Linked DNA regions of Mus musculus: region 1 is linked to region 2. The links are chromatin contacts, called in public HiChIP or PLAC-seq maps. All regions are on one chromosome and are shown on one strand. The core of a region is the stretch at or near the end of the contact, and the rest is flanking DNA. Distances in the headings are between cores, read along the strand shown.

Region 1 (3,132 bases), core at 170-2,669, 1.2 Mb before region 2:
ATGTTTATTGCTTCTAGTCCAGGACCAAGTAAGAGTCGAATGGATGGCCAGGCGACCAAGGTCTAGGTGATGGGTAATTGCCATTATTTCTGGCTATGCAGCATACACTGTGCCTTCTTCCATTCAGCTTGTACCTCCCTCGGATGAGGCAGTAGACTTGAATGTCTGCAAGCAGAGAGGAGAGCCAGAGACTTCACTGCATCCTCTCTCTCCAGCCGTCTTGGGTGTGGGTAGTGATACACGCAGGCCTGGGCACTGTCAGTACATCTTCTTGACTTTTCCTGCAGGGCTCTTCTGTCTTCCTCTAGCATTGGGGGCTTCACTATGCTCTAGCATATATTGTTGTATGCGTCATGGAGACAACTTGGCTTTTGTTTCCTTGCAATTGAACATTCCATCAACTAGTTAAAAGGGTACGTGGCATTGTAGTGTAGGTATTGTCTTAGACAAAATGTCATTTATCGATATTGTTCCAATCAAGGTACGGGATACTTCTGCACCTTGCTATTATAGCATTGCTGCATTCTAGCTGTTGTGGTCTTAATTTTAATGTTGTAGTTCACAAATCCAGAAAGCATGGTTCATGTTCACCTTCCTTATACCCTAAAGGAATTATGCCAAGTCATAATTCCTGTGGCTGATATCTCTGGAAGCCAGGTGACCTTAAAATATTGTCATTAACATAACATTCAACAGATATTCATATGCTGCCTCCTTTAAACTTTACATTAATCACAATCATTAAAGAAATTAGCGACAGAAGCCAGCCTCATTAGTTTTAATTCATTCTGTGATGTGTAATAAAACACAAAGAACATGTGGCCTGTGGGAGAGGCCTGCTTTCAACAGCTCCTCTCACTGGTATGAATGAATACTGAGTCACCTTTAATTCAATTCACAGGTTTGATTGTCACAAAGCCTTAATTAATTTGTAACCAACACTTTTGCCCTCCCATCCCAGAAAGCAAACTGTAGCTTTCTGATGGTCCCCATAATTTAACGATAGGCCTCTATCCCCCGAAAATAAGACATCCAAAAGTGTTTCTGTGTGGTTTGCGGTTTTACAGAAAGGCACTGAAGACTACAGCAACCAGGAAAACAGCTGGCCCTGCAGTTTCAAAACCGGGCATTGTTTCAATCAGCCTGCTTTATAGAAACTGTCAACGCTAAGCAATCCGAGACCCCACTAAAGTTTGAGAGGAGGCATCTCCTGTGAGCCCTTGCCTTTCTAAAGCAGATCTGCTTTATGTCTCAGATTTGCATCTGTAGCGAGAAAATAGAAGCGAGAAGCTCTGTGGGAAGATCTAGAGTCTAGGGAAACCAGCGGCCAGTCTTGTGGGCAGCTTTCTATGCCTTTGCTGCTGGCAAAGCTTCCTGTGGAGGGAAGCTGGCCTGTCAGGGACATTGGCAATACCGGCAGTGGCCACCAGAGGATGTTCTTCGCATAGCTTTGCGAAGCCGATCCGTCCCACAGAGCAAGCAGAGCAGCTCAGAGGTCAGAGAAATCTCTAGGCCAACCTTAAGCTCTAGCATCACCACCTTCAGCCTAAGAGACTGAAGCAGGTAAAGAGATTTCGCGAGGACTTCTCAGCTTCAGACCTTGACTGCACCGTGGCTGGCTAATCACAAGACCATTCTTGTTCAGTTTCTGCAAAGCAGCCATTTTGGCTGGTAGATTTAAAACATAGGTCTATAATTATTACTGTAAGATTTATGGTAATACTAAAAAAGGGGAGGTGTTTAAAGGACATTTTAATTTAGTGTTCCTTAAGGAAAATGGCAATTGGATATATGCTTTGTACAAATCTCCCCAATAAAACTCTACCCAAAAGATAGAAAGGACACCTGTCCTTCGTAAGAAACTTAGAACTGCTGTAATATAGGAAGGTGGGCTACAAATGCCAAGTGTCAATCTAGGAGAGATAGAAGCAAGGGTCATATAAAAGTGAGTGGGTGGGCAGGATCTAGGAAGGGTTGAAAGAGAAGAAAACATAAAATTAAAATAAATTTAAAAATAAGAACATAGTTTTAAAGTGAAAAAGAGTCAACTTACTATCAGTTTACCTAATTATACTAATTACATTCTTTTTGTCTGCTACAAGGACACATGAAAACATGCAACATATTTAAAAAATACATTAAAGGCAAAGCACTTGTGTGCATGTCTGTGTGTTTCTTTGCATGCTTTTACATTTAAGAGCACATCCTTTTGTGTGGATACCCATTTGAAATAGCACTTTCTGCTTCCAGTTAAAGAAGGAGGAAGGCTACTCTCTATCCCTTTGCAATTAGCCCTTTGTTATGAGATGTCTTTCTAGGTTTGATTATCTTACATACTTCACATAGAGGGGCAGCGTGCAGTGTCTGCCTTCCTGTGATTGGCTTATTTCCCTGAGTCACAGAGTCCTCAAGGTTTGTTCATTTCACCTTTTGCAAACCTCCTTTTGAGATGGGGTGAGGGGTGGGGAGATGGCTCAGTGGGTGAATTACTTGATGAGCAGGCAAGATGTGCATCCTTCACACCTGTAACTTTAGTAAGGGGGTGGGGGCATCCAGCCTAGCCAAGGCAAACCTGAGAGCTCCATCTGCTCCCAAATGCCAAGTGTCGAGCTAGGAGAGATGGGAGCCATCTACAGTTGAATGGGAGAAGAGGTGCCCCCCCCCCCCCCCCCGTGAGCAACATTCCATGGCTTTGCTTAGAAGAGATCCTACCTTAAAAAAAAAAAAATCAGAGAATAGTAAAGGAAGACACAAACATTGGACTATGCCCTGCACATGTGTATTCATGGATGAGTCCAGCTACATTCACATGTTTATGTACACAAGTGTAACACATACACACACACACATACACAAACAACAACAAAAGGATAATTTCCACTGTGTATTTATTTAACACATCCTCTATTCATTTATCTTTCAAATGGCTATTTAGGTTGTTTCTACATCGTGGATAATAGTTAATTGTGATTAATATATTTATTTTTATTAGGCTCTCATTTATTAATGTATTCATTTAAATTCATTATTTGTGTGTATTTGTATGTGTGTGTGTGTGTGTGTGTGTGTGTATGTGCTCTTGCACTCATGCCCTAGATAAAAAAGAACTCCCTTTTTAAGAGAGGGGACATG
Region 2 (3,363 bases), core at 503-3,002:
TCTCTTGACCAGGCAGGTTGGAAATGCAGAACTCTGAAAATAATACAGCAGCGATATTTTATAGACCTTTCGATGTGAAAAAGCTTATGGTCCAAATTCATATCACTGAGAGAAGTGAATGAGAGCTTACTATTCATGTAGGCAAAGAATGCATCCTGCTGAGAAAATTAATCAGGATTTACCTAAGTAAAAATTATAAACAGAAGTCTCAGGAGTCGTTGATAGGTTACAATATCTAGTTGAATCAATCCTGCACAAACTACACAGGATGATCTGTTTCTTTAAAAAATGCTCAGTGGTGTAAAAAGGAATAAAATTACATTTGTTTTTGGTCCTGAGTGGTTACAGTAGGATTATTGACTACCCTGTAATTCAATGCCCCATTTAACGAGAATGATATTAATTATGAGCACATTATTTTAAAAATTTCCAAAGCAGATTCTTTTGTGTCCACAGTGTGAAAACTCAGTGTCTGCCCATAGTCAGAGTTAGCTCTCCCTACAGTCCAGGGCAGCATGGAGGGGAGGCCAGCAAGTGGTTTGTGTGCATCTGGACCTTTCGGTGTCACTCAGGAAGCCTGGAAAATCTTTCAGCAAAAATGCTCATGCCATTTACCTCAGCATGACCTCACAGGCCCAGCATCTTGAGTCTGTCCAAGGATGTTTTATCCACAGCGCAGCCCACCTTGAAAGTTGTTATTCTAGAATATTCTTTATCCTAGAGTGAAATGTGAGGGCTCTTCTGCGTCACCGAACCCAAGGGTTAAGGTCAAGGGTAAGGGCAGAAAGGGAGATCCTTCCAACGCCTGCCCTGCCTTCCTATGCAGGTGCTTCAGATGTTTTCTCTTCACTTAGACCCTTGTCCATGAAACTGACTCAGCTTCTCTGAGGAGCATGTGAGGCTGCCATTCAAGGACATCTGACAACTGCAGTTTTCCTTGGAACATCACCATGTTAGTTGTTAGAACAATTTCAACGGACTACGTGGCGTTATGAGTTCACACAGTCTTGACTTGCAACTTATGGTCTTAGAGAAAATTTTTAAAAATTTAGATTACTTGAAAACCTTTCGAAACTGAAGCTTTTATGCCACTAGGGAGTGCAAAGCAGTCAGGTGTGCTTAGCCTTTATGCCATGGTTGTTGGTACAATCGAGAACGCACACTCTCTCTTTTTCTTTTTGAGTGGAACACATGAAGGAAAGCAGTTGCGAGAGACGGAAACCAACTCTTTTTCCATTCACCTTATTATTGAGCTGTGGTTTCCCAGCTTCCGTTTCTGTTATCAGAAGATCTGAAGCAAAGCTTCAGTTATGCAGAGAGAATGAGTTAACATCTAATCAAGTAGGAAAATAGCTTTAAACACCTGCTCCGAATTTGTAATATAATATTCAGAATAATATGACCTGGTAAATTACAGTTTAAAACCAGTGTAAGAAGCATGTCCTATTATAATGTCCATCAGGCATTTAATACCATTGTTCTTGTTTATTTCGTTTACTTAAGTTATAAAGAGTGTGTCTCATTCTTCTGAGAAATCTAGCATCTAACAGGTGTTTAATAACAGCATGCCTCTATGAAAATTATCTCAAGGGCACCCTTAGCAAAGGAGAGCAAGTCATTAAATACTAGTTTTAAAGTGACCTCAAAGCTTTACAATTAAGCAGCAAAGCTCACTTGTTATGCCTGTCTCCCTCTAGGGGATGATATGGTGCCAGGGACAGTGTGTTGGTGTTTTGAGAGACACTGGAGAAAGACAAAGAAAGGCAAATTTCTTAGGGTAGTATGCAAGCTGAAGAGAGAGAGGGAGGGAGAAGGGAGGGAGAGAGAGATATTAAGACAGAGAGAGATAGAGAGACAAAGAGAGATGGAGAAGGAGAGAGAAGAAGGGGAAGTGAAGGAGGAGTGAGATCAAAGTACAGTGTGCATGGACATGGCCTTTCCAAATTCATTTATTTCCAAACACAGTAGTATGAGTCTCTAACCGCCTCAGTGTGATAGCAGCAGATGTTCATTGCAACTACTGCAGAAAGCAGTGACTGTAGTGGAAAGGTGCTGGTCCCCAGCAGCCTGATGGAGGTATCACGCCTCCCAGAGGTAAAAAGAAAAATGGACTCTTAAAGGAAAGAAGTCTGCCTTTCTCATGGAGGTGATTGTAGCTGTGAACAGTAAAGAAGCAATATAGACACCCTCAACAGTGTATTATCCTTCATGATAATCGAGGGGGCAGCTAATGATTTGAGTGGGAGAGTGACTCAGAAGTCTACCAGACTCACACTCTACTAAGCTGTAGGAGTCTCTTATTGAAAATCTGCATCTTAGGCAGGTAAAGAAAATAGAAAGGAATCATAGTAAAAATAATTTATTCATATATACATAGACTATTTTGTTGCACGAGCTTAAATTGCCTTTTCCACAGCAACCAGTTTGGATCCAATTGAATACAATAAATGTCTTGTGACAGTGCTTGCATTTTTGCTTTGTGATTTCGGGCAAATGCAGAAAGATTACTGATGCATTCCTAGTCCAGAAATATGGTCTCTATTGATTGCGTTGACATGATAAATAGCAGTTTTACATGTTAATATTTATTCAGAGATGCTATTGCATCTATTATGAGCGTAAGTGCTTATAGAACCATTTATTGACATTCATTTTTAGTTGAGCCTAAGTTATCATTAGTGGTCTTTCCATAAATAGGCATTTGACACTTGAATATATTTAATAAAATGCATGTGCTAATTGTATTTGCCTGGACTCACAAGTCATGTTTTTAAATGGGGAAAATTAAATTGATATTTTTAAGAAATAGATTATTTTTGTTTGGGAGAGAAGTTACGCAAATAAAGACATTTTGTAAGGTAGATGGTTTATTTTCTCCTGGTTATTGAAAACCAAATAAAACAAAAATCCAATCCTGTCATTAGTGCTTTAACTAGCATAATTGGATAATGCTTACTTTTACATTGTTGTATGTCTTAGCACCCAGAATAATTCACTGCACACAGTAGACATGTGGATATTAATTATAAGAAACAATATATTTAAAGAAGAAAATACCAATCTATTGACTAATTTCTGCTAAAAAGAAAAGAAATCTTGTAAATATGGATTTCTATAAATGAATCTATTATTTGGGTCATCAATATTAAACAGTCTGAAAATGGCTTTCTAGCATTTAACATTTAAGAGAATAAAACTGAAAGCTGCAGGTGGGGAAAGATCAGTAGCACCCAAGTATGTTTTGTATTTAATGCCATGGAGCAACAGAAACACTTCAGAAGGCTGACCATGAGTATCAACCTCACTGCAACAACAGGCAGTGTTCTGGTCTTTCCTTAAGCCATATGATTCCTGTATGCTCTG

Evidence for each region. HiChIP or PLAC-seq counts read pairs in DNA pulled down with a chosen protein or histone mark.
Region 1: a contact with region 2 is called in a RAD21 HiChIP or PLAC-seq map of pro-B cells, with 46 times the contacts expected there. The contact joins two enhancer-like sites. A contact is called at or near these places in 2 of 15 datasets of contacts at CTCF or cohesin (large pre-B cells and pro-B cells), 3 of 484 Hi-C or Micro-C datasets (the Ba/F3 cell line, the N1E-115 cell line and Th1 cells) and 4 of 115 datasets of contacts at active chromatin or transcription factors (DN3 thymocytes, T-cell acute lymphoblastic leukemia, acute myeloid leukemia and 1 more).

Annotation. Positions count from the first base shown.
Region 1 is chr4:8,083,433-8,086,564 of GRCm38.p6, reverse strand. No RefSeq gene overlaps it. Among named protein-coding and RNA genes, the nearest start is that of Car8, 150 kb to the left of the region's middle. Within about 2 kb of position 1,419, at least 35 of the 459 cell types and tissues checked have an H3K27ac peak or open chromatin away from gene starts, as enhancers often do. A contact at or near this core is called in the Ba/F3 cell line, the N1E-115 cell line, T-cell acute lymphoblastic leukemia and 1 more, where this site is marked.
Region 2 is chr4:6,900,175-6,903,537 of GRCm38.p6, reverse strand. All of the region lies in intron 1 of Tox (thymocyte selection-associated high mobility group box), which reads left to right. Among named protein-coding and RNA genes, the nearest start is that of Tox, 89 kb to the left of the region's middle. Within about 2 kb of position 1,752, at least 45 of the 459 cell types and tissues checked have an H3K27ac peak or open chromatin away from gene starts, as enhancers often do. A contact at or near this core is called in the Ba/F3 cell line, the N1E-115 cell line, T-cell acute lymphoblastic leukemia and 1 more, where this site is marked.